Regions from separate parts of the Canis lupus genome. Here region 2 is linked to region 1. A link is a contact called in public Hi-C data. All regions are on one chromosome and are shown on one strand. Each heading gives the region's core, a stretch centred on a gene start, on an enhancer-like site or on the middle of the called end of the contact. The rest is flanking DNA. Distances are from core to core; before and after follow the strand shown.

What was found. Hi-C and Micro-C count contacts between places; a contact is called where the count stands out from the background.
Region 2: a contact with region 1 is called in a Hi-C map of skin fibroblasts, with 1.7 times the contacts expected there. The contact joins the enhancer-like site here to the promoter of ARHGAP10 in region 1.

The regions. Positions count from the first base shown.
Region 1 is chr15:46,409,746-46,416,983 of UU_Cfam_GSD_1.0, reverse strand. It overlaps ARHGAP10 (rho GTPase-activating protein 10), which reads right to left and starts at 4,368. Exons shown (of 24, transcript XM_038558962.1): 1 at 4,314-4,368. The coding sequence starts at 4,353. LOC119869382 (a long non-coding RNA gene) reads right to left here. Exons shown (of 4, transcript XR_005370857.1): 4 at 7,180-7,238.
Region 2 is chr15:46,459,953-46,467,190 of UU_Cfam_GSD_1.0, reverse strand. The region is part of intron 1 of ARHGAP10 (rho GTPase-activating protein 10); the gene reads right to left. Among named protein-coding and RNA genes, the nearest start is that of ARHGAP10, 51 kb to the right of the region's middle. Within about 2 kb of position 2,855, at least 5 of the 20 cell types and tissues checked have an H3K27ac peak or open chromatin away from gene starts, as enhancers often do.

The DNA.
Region 1 (7,238 bases), core at 3,119-5,618:
ACAGTAAGGACCTGTCAAAACAAACAGACCGACAGGCAATCCTCTGGACAAAACCCTGAAGTTATCCTCCTAAAGAGGGGCTGCTGACACACCTAAATGTGTTAATCATAAAGTTAACATGTGAGCCAGCAACTCCACTCCCTAGGTGTACCCCAAGACAAAGGAAATCATAGGTATGCACAAATGTTCATAATAGCCAAAAAGTGGAATCAACCCTAATGTCAATCAAGTGGTGAGGAGTGGCTAAAGACAATGTCTGTATCCATACAGCAGAATATTAATCTACTAATGGAATATTAATAGAAAAAAATTGAATACTGATGCATCCTACAACACAAGGAACCTTGAAAACACTGTGCTGAGTGAAAGAAGACAGTCACAAAAGACCACATATATTATTCAATTCATGTCAGATGGCCAGAAATCTGTCTCTATAGAGACAGAAAGTAATTAGTTGTTGCCAGAGGCTGGATGGTTGGTGTGGGAGATAGAGTAAGGGTTTCCTTTGGGGATGGTGAAAGTAATTTAAACTTAGATTTTGGTAATGATTGCACAACTCTATACTGAAAATTATGAAGCTGTTCACTTTAAATGGGTGATTTTCTTTTGATATGTGAAACGTCTCAATGACAAAGATTTTAAAAGGGGGCGGGGCTGCTCCAGAAGTGCCTCTCTTTCCACTTTCTACACCCAGCCACAAAAACTCTGGTTCAGGGCAGCCCAGGTGGCTCAGTGGTTTAGCACCGTCTTCAGCCCAGGGTGTGATCCTGGAGACCTGGGATGGAGTCCCACATCGGGCTCCCTGTGTGGAGCCTGCTTCTCCCTCTGCCTGTGTCTTTGCCTCTCTCTCTCTCTATCTCTCATGAATAAATAAATAAAGTCTTAAAAAATTTAAAAAAAAAAACCTCTGGTTCATTCACTGTGGCCAGTTCTGAAGATATTTAGATATTTGGAGCAAAATGAGTTGTTTAAAATAATTTTACAACATCACAAAAACATTGTTATTTCTGTCTTATACACACGGTGTTAAAGAGCCAGTGAATATGAATTTTAATTTTTTTTAAAGATTTTGTTTATTTATTCATAGAGACACAGAGAGAGAGAGGCAGAGACACACGCAGAGGGAGAAGTAGGCTTAATTCAATACTCAAAGGTCTACTGTGATCACCAAACGTGGAAGGGCCTAGTTTAGTTTATTCAATTACATCTTGTACTATGCTTGGTAGAGATTATCAGTAACTGTGAAATGCATTAGAAGTATGGCCAAGTGAAGGGAAACCTTATGGTAAAATGGAAAGTTAGAAATTTAGGGACTCCTAGTCACCTTCACTACTTAGTAGTTGTACCAGCTTAGCAAAGGTAAATTTTCTCTAAATCTCAGGCTTGCCATCCATAGCATGGAGATAGATGATGACTTTGCAACTGCAAGTTGGTTGAGAAGATTTAATAAAATTGTTTTTGTAAAGTCACTGCTGAAAGTTGTAATACTGATGATCAGGAGAAGGAGGGGGTTGGGAGGGTAGGCTGAAAAGAGAGAGGAGGAAGAGGAGATGAAGATTACATTCCATCAGTACTGGAAAAGTGGGGGATGGGGAGGCAGGGGGGGTCTACTCTACTAAAATCACATAAGACAGAATTCAAGGAAAATGATTACAAAAGCAGATACTACTGAGTTCCTAGGTCTCATTTTTGTTCATTCATTCTTCCCACAAATATTTGTAAAGTTTCTATATGAACTATGTACTATGCTAGGTTGGTGATACAGCAAGACACTAAACAAACAGTATCTATCCTTACTGTGCTTTTGTTCTCTGGAGGGAAATTGACACAGTACCCCTCCCCCCTCCCCCCCAAAAAAACAAGCAAACAACAACAATAACAAAAAGGAAAAAAACACATACACACAAATATATATCTAATTTAAAGTGAAATTGCCATACAGTTAAAGAGTGCATGAGAAATTATAATTGAGGACCTGATGTAAATCTAGAGCAGAGTCAGGAAGATTTAATGAGAAGTGTCATTTAATCAGTGACCAGAAGAATCAGTAAGAATTAATCATTACATAGGGGGCTTTGAGAGCAGAGTAGTCCAGGCAGAGAAGCAGCCTGTGCAAGCCTCTGGAATGGGAGAGAGTCTGGTATATTCGAGAGACAAAAGAGGTCAGGTGGGTGGGGCACCTGGGTGGCTCAGGGGTTGAGCATCTGCCTTTGGCTTAGGTCGCCATCCTGGGGTCCTAGAATTGAGTCCCACATCAGGCTCTGCACAGGGAGCCTGCTTCTCCCTCTGCCTATATCTCTGCCTCTCTGCATGTCTCACAAATAAATAAATATTTTTTTTAAAAAAAGGGGGGGTTAGAGAGAGAGGTCAGGTGACTGAAGCATACCTAGGTGAGAGAAACTGGCTCAAGGCAGCACAGGGTGGTAAGAGGGCAGGCAGGGGCCAGATGGCACAGAGCCTCATAGACCATATTTAGGATTTTGGATTGTATTGTAATGCTATTGGGAGCCTTTGAAGAATATTCAGCATGATGGTGATGTGATCTGGTTTGTGTTTTCTCTCTAGCTGGTGTGTGGAGAATGGGAGTCTAGAGGGACAACTTTTGGAGTCATCTGGGCAAGAAATGGTATAGCTTTACCCTCTAAGCAGCAATGGAGACAGAAACAGATCAAAATATATTGTAGAGGGAGATTCTGGGAGTTGACAATGGCCTGGATATTAGAAATGATGAAGGTGTCAAAGATGGCCCCCCAGGCTATTATCATGATAAGTAATGTGGGTGGATATGAACTTTACTAAACATTCAGCAAAGGAATGGAAAGGAAAACATGGGATAAGAAGTCGATGTGGTGGTGCTAATTGATGTTGACTGGGATGGACAAGATGAGTTGCAGTTTCAGACTCATTAAGTTTTAGGTGCCTGGGAGACATTCAAGTATGTATGTCAGGTAAGCATTGTCATGCTTTGCTGAGTGCTTGGATTAGTTAAGTATTTGAAACAATGCAAATTGGTCAGGTTCCAGTCTAGGTAAAGTAGAGGTTAATACAGATGAACCTCTTTATGTTGGTTCTGCTATGTACAATGTTGTCTTCCCTGATGAGTAACAATGTTGCCACCTATAAAGTCAAATGTGGGTTCTACTCAATCTTTGGATATGTTTCAGGCTGAGTCAGTTAGAATTAGGTTCAGACACACTGTAACAGAAAATCCAAAATAACATAGTTTAAATTACTCTCTCATGTAAAAGTCCAGAAGTAAATAGTCTGATATGATTCTACAGTTGCCAGGGAAGCACTGGGCTCCATCCTCAGTTTCACCTCATAATACATGGTGGCTCCCAGAGCTTCCTCTGTGAAGGAGGACCGGAAAGGATAAAAGTGTGCATTGTTCCCCCGCCCCCCACCAGCTGAGTCAGCATTTTGTTCGCCTTCCTGCAGGTCTTAGACATTTCTGCTTTTCATCTCATTAGCCAGAACTTAGTCACATGGCCATACTTCACTGCAAGGGAAAATGGAAAATGTGGTATTTTATCCAAGGACACTGCCACCTAAATGAAACTTGAATTTTCTTACAAAGAGAAAAAGGACAATATAGATTTTGAGCAGGAACTTAGCAATCTCTGCTGCAGGATGACACCTTATGAGTGAGGTATATAAGTTACAGCTATGGCAAAATGTAAATGATATAAAGAGAAGAAAAGCAAAAAAAAAAAAAAAGAGAGAGAGAAGAAAAGCAAAGATAAATCTTTGGGTGTCTTTCAGACTGTATCAGGCTGCTTTTCCTCACAAGTATTAAGGGGGGAAATGCCAAAATAATGTAAACAAGAAATTATTGGTCATATCACTAAAATCCTCCCTGAAGAGAGAGGACAGTCTTCTGTAGACTTATTACGACTTCATTTTTCTGTGATTTTTCTCAGCTCTGCATCAGCCAAGTATTGACTTTAGCTTCTTGGAAGCTTCCTTTGTGAGAATTGAATGGCTTCACCATTTCCAGATTTATCTATAAACAATGTCACTTCCTGCACTAAAAGATGCTCCCCTATCACATCTACTTCAATCTGGGCATCAAACCAGTTTAAGAGACTGCCATGCTCTATCCCGGTTAAACCTAGAGGCTTCTCCCTCAAATGATCAACTAAGGCAGAGGTGGGGGAAATGCCAAGTAGCCCAGGTTGTGGGCCACCCTTTGAGTGGGGGTGACCAATGCAGGTAGGCATCTTACAATCCATTGAGGGCCAAAATAAAGAAAAAGGCAGAGAAAGAGCAAATGCCTTCTTTCTTTTTGAGTTGACATGTCCATCCTCTCCTACCCTCAGATATTGGTGCTCCTGGTTCTCCTGCTTCAGACATGGCCTGGGATTATACCACCAGCTTTCCTGGTTCTTCAGCTTGCAAGAAGAAGAAGACTGTGGGACTTCTCAGTATTGTGTATATATATCCTTCAAGCTTCATATCCAAGATATGAAGATGCTATACAATAAGTATGCAAACTAATGATCTATAAAATATAATGGTAAAAGTTGTACAACAATGTAAATATACTTAATCCCACTTACCTGTACACTTAGAATGGCTAAAATGGTAGACTTTACATTATGTGTGATATACTACAACAGAAATAATACATATATTTATACCACAATAAAAACATATATATTTATGTATTCCATTGGTTGGTTCTGTTTTTCTGGACAACCCTGAATATACTCTGTATTTTCCAGGGGTGCTGTGGATACATGTGTGTGCTGTGGGGAAACTATTACTCATGCCTCTAATATTGAGAGTACCCACTATATGCCAGGGAGGACCCTAGAACTAAGAAGACAACAGTAAACAAAACAAGCACTTTTGTGAAGGAAATAATTCATGCCCTCATGGATTAATATTCTCCAGTCAGAGAGAGAGAACATATCAAATAATTACAAATATAAATATTAAACAAAATCACTGATAAGTGTTAGGAAAGAGCTGTACATGATACTATATACAAAATGAATTTGGCCTTTTCTGAGATGTAAGTGAGGAATTAACCATAGAGCTGAGTGACAGCTGATGGATGAGGAGTTAATGGGTACAGGTGAAGAGGATATGATCTAGAGAAGGGAGAAACATGCCCAGTGAAACTTTGGTCAGAGACCCAGTACAAGAAACTGAAAAAGGCTGGGATGTCTCTGTGTTTCTTATGAGCAAATAAATAAAATCTTTTTAAAAATATTTTATTTTATTCATGAGAGAGGCAGAGACATAGGCAGGGGGAGAAGCAGGCTCCCTGCGGGGAGCTCCATGCAGAACTCAATCCCAGGATCCTGGGATCACAACCCAAGCCAAAGGCAGACACCCATCCACTGAGCCATCCAGGTGCCCCAATAAATAAAATCTTTAAAGAAAGAAAGAGAAAGAAAGAAAGAAAGAGAGAGAGAGAAAGAGAGAGAGAGAGAAAGAAAGAAAGAAAGAAGAAGAAGAAGAAGAAGAAGAAGAAGAAGAAGAAGAAGAAGAAGAAGAAAAGAAAGAAAGAAAGAAAGAAAGAAAGAAAGAAAGAAAGAAAGAAAGAAAGAAAGAAAGAAAGAAAAGAAAAGAAAAGAAAGAGAAGAAAGAGAAGAAAGAGAAAGAAACTGAAAAAGGCTGTCTGGCTCAAGCATCATGGGCTGACCCCTGAAAAGGGAATAAGTACCCATCCATCTGCAACTGCACCAGGCTTAGCTCTTTTCTTCCAGAACACTCAGCATGGGGTTCAGAAACCCTCTAGGATTTCCTGATTGTTTTTAGGGGATGTTCACGTTTTCTAGCACCTTGAGACACAACTTGGAAGAATTTAGACCTCAAGAAAGTACCAGAACTATTCCACTTAAGACAACAAATATTGGGATGCCTGGGTGGCTCATTCACTTAAAGCATCTGACTTAGGCTCAGGTCATGATCTCAGGGTCCTGGGATCCTGCCTTGTGTTGGGCTCCCTCCTCAGCGGGGAATCTGTTTCTCCCTCTCCCTCTCCCTCTCGCTCTCTCTCTCCCTCTCACTCTTACTCTCGCTCTGCCCCTCCCATGCTGACTTGCTCTCTCTCTCTCTCTCATATAAATAAATAAAATCTAAAAAAAAAAAAAAGAGCAAATATTAAGTACCTGGAATGAGCAAGACACTGTGGAAAGTGCTGCAAGAAATACCAAGGTGAGACCATTCCTAGTCTCCAGGCCTCTACAATCTGGTGTACACTAGCCATGGAGAATAAGTGGCATAGGGAGAATTATAAACAAAACACATTGCTGCCTGGTCCAGGCACCCTGGGAGCCTGGCTAAAAAGTGGACATCCCCAGGAAAGTCAGGGTGGAGAAATGGGAAATGAATATGGCAGGGGGGCTATAGGAGGGATTTTTCCAATTCCCTTACATATAAGTTAAAATCTTCTGAAGAAATCTAGGACTCTTCTAGCTTTGGAGTTAGAAGAACCTGGCTCAAAAAGATGTGGGTCAAGACACAAAACCAGTACCTTCCTTGGGTAGAATGCCCTGTCAGCGAAATCCACTGCTTTTCCTGCCCCTAGATTCGGAGAGACTTGGCATGGAGAAGAGGGAGCTAGGTATATTATATATTATATAATAACATTATAATTATAATATATATAATTATGTTTTATATGCTGACGTATATCAGTAGGCACTCCCCACTGCCCACAGATCTCTCAGACAAACACTGCCCTCCTTTCTATAACATGTGAATCAATTGACCAAAGTAGAGACCTTGTACTTCATTTGATCCAGATAGCAATGAATATTTTTTTAAAAGTGTTAGTAGAAGGAAAAAGGAGATCTCTAAAGAATGTATTTTTCCCAGGACTGCAAATGCCCCTGCTACTACCCAGAGAGAAGTTTCACAGGGTGAACCTCAACTGGGCAATTATCCAGTCACTGGAAAGCCAATCTACAATGATCAGAGCTACACTTTCTGAGTCCATCAGCACTTCAGTAAAATAGAAAATGAAAAAATTTAAATACTCATGTGTTATCTTTTGACCCAATAATTCCAGACCTGGTAATTTGTCCTAAGAAAATATTTGTTTTTAATGTATGTGCTTAGGACTATTTATTGAAGGATAGAAAACAAAAGGAAGCAATCTAACAACTGGAAAATCGTAAAATAAATCAGTACATATCAACTCAACAGATTCATGAGTACATGGGTTTTAATGCCATTAAAATGATCACTTTTTAAAATACTTTATTTATTTATTTATTCATGAG
Region 2 (7,238 bases), core at 1,606-4,105, 52 kb before region 1:
CAGGCTCCCTGCAGGGAGGCTGTCTTCTCCCTCTGCCTATGTTTCTGCCTCTCTCTGTGTGTGTCTCATGAATAAATAAATAAAATCTTAAAAAAAAAAAAGATAAATAGCTTTATCTTATTATTCCTTTGGCCTAGAACCCAGCACAGGGCCCACCCAACTCATAAGAGGTGCTCAAATAAGCATTTGCAGAATAAACTGGACAAGTAGGTGGAAAAAAGTCAAATTATTAATCTAGCCAACTCTGGATATTTTCAAAAACATTTAACCACATCTCTGAGTATTTGTGACATGAATAATAACTACTGATACACTGGAATATCTCTTAAATTGAAAACATACTTTCTACCAAATAGCCTATTAAAAAAAGAAACAACAACAACAAAAAAACCCCAGCATCACTATGTGTTATGGACTGAATATTTACGTCCCCCTAAAATTCATATGCTGAAGCTCTACGCCCCCCCCCCAGTGTAATGGTGTTTGGGAGGCAGATATGTTTGTGAGGGTAGGACCCATTATGGGATCAGTGCCCTTATAAGATGGGGAAGACCAGAGCTCCCCTCCCTACCCTATGTCAGGACACAGCGAGAAGGTGTGCACACCAGGAAGAGGGCTCATACCAGGAATGAACCTGATGGCACCTTGATCGTGGACTGAGTTCTCAGCCTCCAGAACTGTGGGAAATAAGTGTCTGTTGTTTAAGGCACTCAGTCTGTGGTATTTTGTCAGCAACCCAAGCTAAGACACTAGAATTAAAAACAAAACAAAAAATATTTCTGCTAATTAAGAGCATTCATTCATTCATTCATTTGACAGAGAGAGAGCACAAGCTGAAGTAGGCAGAGTGACAGGCAGAGGGAGAAGCAGACTCCCCTGATTTTAAATGACTTCCATCATTGTTTGTAGTTTATTGAGGAAAGCCCTAACTAAAAATGTCTGAGGTCTGACACACCTGTGTGACACTGGCAGGCCAGTTAATCTCTAGTCAGTGGACAATCTTATCTAAAACATGAGACTGCTCCAGGGGACCAAAGGCCCTTAAGCTTCAGAATTCGGTATCAGGGGCAGCCCCGGTGGCTCAGCGGTTTAGTGCTGCCTTCAGCCCGGGGTGTGATCCTGGAGTCCCAGGATCAAGTCCCATGTTAGGCATCCCTGCATGGAGCCTGCTTCTCCCTCTGCCTGTGTCTCTGCCTCTGTGTGTGTGTGTCTGTCATAAAAAAAATAAAATCTTTAAAAAAAAGAATTCAGTATCACACTACTTAGGCCATTTCTGCACCTCTCACTTAAAGTCCCTGGACACTGAGTCCCAATGGATTCAGCCCACTTCCACAGAATTATACCTTGACAAAATATTGCTCAGATCATGCCCAGCTGAATTTAAGATTATAGTTAAACTGACTTCCACAAGATTGAAACCTGACTTCCACAAGATTGAAAGGAAAGCAAATAATGCTTGTAAGAGCCTCTTTCCCGCTCTCCCTCCCAAAGGTGGTTGCAACAGCTAAGAAGGGAGGCCACTTTCCAAATAAGCAGCCACCACCTTGCCATCAGTTTTCAGTGACATCCTCGGTCCAGAGAAAATAGCACTGGCTGAGGAAGCTGCCACTTTTTATTTTGCTGTGGCAAAAACCGAATGGATTTACGGCACCAGCATCACATTTATGATTATTTAATAAATATCACTGACATTCTAACTTAGACCTTTTATTCCATTTCAGTGACTTTATAGATGTTTTCAGCTTATAAATAGTGAAGCATGAATATGCTCTCAAGCATACAAAACTATCTAGCTTTCACAGGAGTCTACCAAAGCCCTTAGAATTAGAATTCTCTACAAATATTTCATAATACTATTTTCCCCATTTTTACCAACAAGAAAGACCTAGCATAGAAATCACTTAGTGGGGATCCCTGGGTGGCGCAGCGGTTTGGCGCCTGCCTTTGGCCCAGGGCGCGATCCTGGAGACCTGGGATCGAATCCCACGTCGGGCTCCCAGTGCATGGAGCCTGCTTCTCCCTCTGCCTGTGTCTCTGCCTCTCTCTCTCTCTCTCTCTGTGACTATCATAAATAAATAAAAATTAAAAAAAAAAAAAAGAAATCACTTAGTGATAATGCAGACTACTACTACTGCTCAAATCATACTCTTAGAACATTCCCAAGTATGTAGGTTGGCAGAGGTGACATGGAGGGTGCTACCCTTCCCTGCCCAGTGTGCTAATGCCCCTCCACCCTGGGCCTCACCCCCAAGCTTACAGAGATACAAAGAGAAGCCCTTTCAGAATTTTTCCCTCATACTTTCACTTGACTTCAGAAGTACTTACTCTTAAAGAAAAAAAAAGGGGGGGGGGGGGAAGAAAGCTATTATCGTGTCAATATGGGGCCCTGGGAGTGTTTGGTTTGTGGATATGGGGGAAAAAGGAAGCCTAGACAAGAAGAGTTTGATTAACTTTAAAATTAACTTTGAAATTAATTCTCATGATATTTTTTTAATCTGGAAACTATTTAGATTTTATGACAAATAGTTAAGCCCTGATTTTGCCCTAAGCCCTTACTCCTGAACTTATCCAAGGCACTCACTTCACACCCTCCATGCCCTCCTCACTCATGTTCTAAATTTCAAGCCTTCTCACCCCTACAGACCTGGTGCTTCACATGAACTCCGACCACACTGCTGCTGTGCGTCCACGTGTACCATGACTTCTGCTAAGGTTACCGTATCAGGAGACCAAAGTTACGGCTGTTACTTGATACACTGTGCACACAAATTGATAGGAATTCAGTGGTCACTGGTCATGGGACCAAGTGGCTCAAGTAAAGTGACCAAAGGACTTTAGGGCAATGGTCACAAGGAATGAGCCATTGCAGCATGAAGGCTAGTAACTGGCCCCTCCAGCGGGGGGGGGGGGGGTGAAATGGCTGCAAGGAGTCCAGAAGTGAGACCAGAATGAAATGTTTCTCAGTCTAATCCCATCTGACAAACTGCTGCTGAAATCAGTCTTCCCAATGCCAAAAGCTTCTGCTCAGAATCCTTTCAGTCCACTCACTGCCTAACAAACACAACCCCAAATTCCTTGGCTGATATTCGCAGACTTCCAGAGTCTGGCAAGAACACACGCTTGGTGTCCTCCTGCCCCACCTCCTGCCATCAATCCACTGCAGCCAAGAGAGTGATTCATTTTTACCTTCATGAGCTCCACCTTCCCCCTCTGCTGACGTTTTGCCTGTACTGATTTCTAAATTAAACCTATTCATCCAAAAAAATAGTAATAATAATAAAAATAAATAAATAAACCTATTCATCCCCCCTCAATTCTGCTTAAAACCTGCCTTTACTCATTCGAACGCTGAGCCCCCACTGTGCCAAGTGCATCTCAAATGCCACTTAACAAAAGAAAAAATTCGGTACCACTGTCTACCAGGAAATCACACCCAACCGCCCAGTGTCCCTCCTGTCTTCTAGAGGCCCACAGCACCTTACATGTGTTACAACCCAGATCTTCTAGCCTCCATCTTAGTTATTTGCTGAGGAGATAAAAGTAGTGAAGAAGAGACCAACTTTCTTCAGCCTAAGAACTGAGCATTGCAGGCCCCTTCAGGATGGGGAAGGTAGTGCTTCAAGAACAAAGGAGTGACTTACAATGGTCACACGCTGCCAAGGAGTTAGGACATTAAAAAAAAAAAATGCATCCACTACAATGAATAGAAAGGGAATAGAAGTGTGAACCTGGTGAGAACAGCTGTCACTAGACAGAAAAGACAATGATTTGAGTCATGAAAGAGTGGAAAATAAGGAAATGGAGACTGAACACAGATTCCTGTTTGTACCCACTCTTCCTCCATCCATATCCCCAAATAACTAACAGGTCTTATGTGTCCAAGATAGCAATTGTTATTGTCGAATAAATTAAATCAAACACAAAAACCAAGTTGTGCCATTCAGTATACATGACCTGCATTCTATCTACCGATAATTACTTTAAGTTGCCATTTTATCCTCAGTTATCCTTTGACATATGACAACTTTTCTCCTTGCACACTGCAAATCAAATGTTGTATGGATTTTTTTTTTTTTTTTTTTTGCCTCTTTTGCTCCTACAGATAGGAAAGTATCTAGGTTAAGGGAATGAATGAATGGGAAAGAAGAAGAAAGTACTTCCTACACATTTTAAGTCACTACTTTTCCCTGACATTGGTAGGAACTGGGCTTCATTACAATAGATCCCTCTATATGGTCATACACTCCCCATTCCCAGGGAATTACTCAGGGGGTCACACAACTAGAATGCTGGTATTGCCAGATCCACAAAACAAATACATTCAGTGACACGACTTGTAATGTTAATGCAAATCAGTTATTTGATATGATGCAGCTGCTTAAGAGAGGCTTGCAGGCTCTTCAGCTGCCTTGTCGCAGAGCAGCTCCACTGAGCAACCGACTTGCAGGTTCCATTTAAAACATTCACAGCTCCTTAGCCTAGGATCTCCATCTATCTTTAGCCAAAAAAGCAACCTTGCCCATGGAAAGCTAAGAAACCAAGAGCTTATAAATGATCCACCTCAGAAAAATTCTTGTCCATAAACAGGAACACACCAATCTGAATTTTCCTAAAAACAGAAACAAGTTTATCCTGTAAAAGGCATTCATGGGTTCAGTCTTTCATTACTAACTTGGGATATAAGTAACATGTACTCAGTGATAAATTATGAAAAGAGGGAGTGGTCTGCATACCTAAAGGATTAAGAAAATGAGTGTCATTTAAGAGTCATCTATGAGCCAAGCCTTTATAGTTATTTTTAAACCCACTATAATAATAAAATCTCATAGAGGATAACCTTCCTTAAATGAAATGCTGAAAATCCACAAGAACTGGCCAGAGTCATGGCTAACGATGACAGAGGGAAAACACTCCTAGTAACTATCTTCAACAGATTCAGTATTGCATTTTAACAATAAAGAGCTTCGATACGACAATGTGGCAGGAGGAAGGGAGACTTCCTGGGTGACTTTTTCTAAAGCATAAACGGCATGTTATGTGTGTCCTGGATATCACGCACATACATCGATTTCAGGGACGTCCAAGGAATTCAAGGAGGTGCTTAAGATATCAAAAGCCCTATCTCTGCAATACCCACATTCTAAAACTTACAGGTTATTAGTGTGAAGGTCGTAACCGTTTCCACTTATGCCTAGCACTGTCAAGTCATCTTTCAAAAACAACTGAGAACCTGACTCAATGAATATTAAACCTGGGGCCAGAAAATGCAGAAAAGCAAAATAGGGCACTGCATTACAGACACAGGAAAAGATACGAAACACCACAAGCCATCATTAGAAAACTGGGAAATCTCAGAAAGCAGAACTCCAGCACTGTGATTTTATTGTGAGGTTTCATGATACTCCCAAATGCATAAACTCTCATGCCTCAATCGTTAAGTCTGAAGCATAAACAAACAAGTCAATATCCAAAATTACTCTTGCCTTTTAGTTTAGGTGTTATTATCTGAGCAGTCATAATAACATTTTTATTCTCCTGTTAGAACATAATCAATCACTCATATACTTCAGCATTGACTGTAGTCTCATATTTAAAATATCAGGAAATCCTTCCCAGGCCTTCTGAATCTTTAAAGACAAGTTGAACTGGAAACAATTGAGAAATGCTCTCTGACCAGGAAGTCCTTATATGTTAACTTTCCAGAAGTTTCTTCTTTCCTGTTTGCAAACTGGTCTGGCCCCTCTGAGCAAGTTGTAACATAACCAGTAATCAGCATCTCAGACACTGGCAGTGACTGAGCCAATTACCACCCGGGCTTTACAACAAAACACCTTCACTTCATTTGACCCACTGATGTACACATGCAGTTCTCTCAAAGCTGATTTCTCAGCTCTAATTCTTGCTGAGGTAAGGAAGACTATTTTCTTTTTCTTTTTTGCTGACGACCATTCAACAAAGTAGCATTCTATAACTAGTAGCTGACTGGTCAGCTGCAGAGCTGACTCACACTAGAAGAACCCACTCCTGAAAATGTGCTAGTTTCATGCTGGTGATAAAATGCATGAGCCACGTGAAAAATGCCATGGGCACTGCATTATGTCCCACAACTGTCATCGCAAACATAATCATGCTCCTCATGAAAACTACAAATAGCTAAACATGTCCAATATTTGATCTTTCAACCATACAATGTGAACTATCAATAAAAACATTAAGGGGACATATAGGTGGCTCAGTGGTTGAGCATCTGCCTTTGGCTCAGGGCATGATCCTGGGGTCCTGGGACAGGACTCCCCGAGGGGAGCCCGCTTCTCCCTCTGCCTGTGTCTCTGCCTCTCTCTCTGTGTCTCTCATGAATAAACAAATAAAATCTTTTTAAAAATAAATAAATAAATAAATAAATAAATACATACATACATTAAGGATTTTCATGGTCAAATATTTTTTTAATGTTTTTTTTTATTTATTTATGATAGTCACACAGAGAGAGAGAGAGAGAGAGGCAGAGACACAGGCAGAGAGAGAAGCAGGCTCCATGCACCGGGAGCCCGATGCGGGACTCGATCCCGGGTCTCCAGGATCGCGCCCTGGGCCAAAGGCAGGCGCCAAACCGCTGCGCCACCCAGGGATCCCCATGGTCAAATATTTCTATGCCCACACCCCACACACCCACCACAGTTAAATTCAGTAAACCCAGTCTCTACAAGACATTCCCTCTACAGCAACATGAAACATACTGCATTAGCAGTAAACGTAGTTTCTCTATTCAAGTGTTACTTCACTGTATTGCATTTTGTCGTCCAAGGCCAGAAGAGAAATAGTGGTAAAAACTACTTAATGCCTTTAAAAAAAATCATTTATTTCACAGTGCTTCCAAAACAGACCAACTCGATTATCAGAGTTTTTCAATGTAGAAATTCAGATTTAAAACAAATGCCTAGGGCAGCCCCAGTGGCGCAGTAGTTTAGCGCTGCCTGCAGCCCAGGGCGTGATCCTGGAGACCGGGGATGGAGTCCCACGTTGGGCTCCCTGCATGGAGCCTGCTTCTCCCTCTGCCTGTGTCTCTGCCTCTCTCTGTCTCTTACTCATGAATAAATAAATGAAATCTTTAAAAAAAATTTTTTTTAAATAAAACAAATGCCTACAATTTGGTAATACATATTAGGAACTATACAGTCTGGTCCAGCTATTTCTAAGAATTTGACTTTCATGAAAGTACTGAGACATACACAGAGATT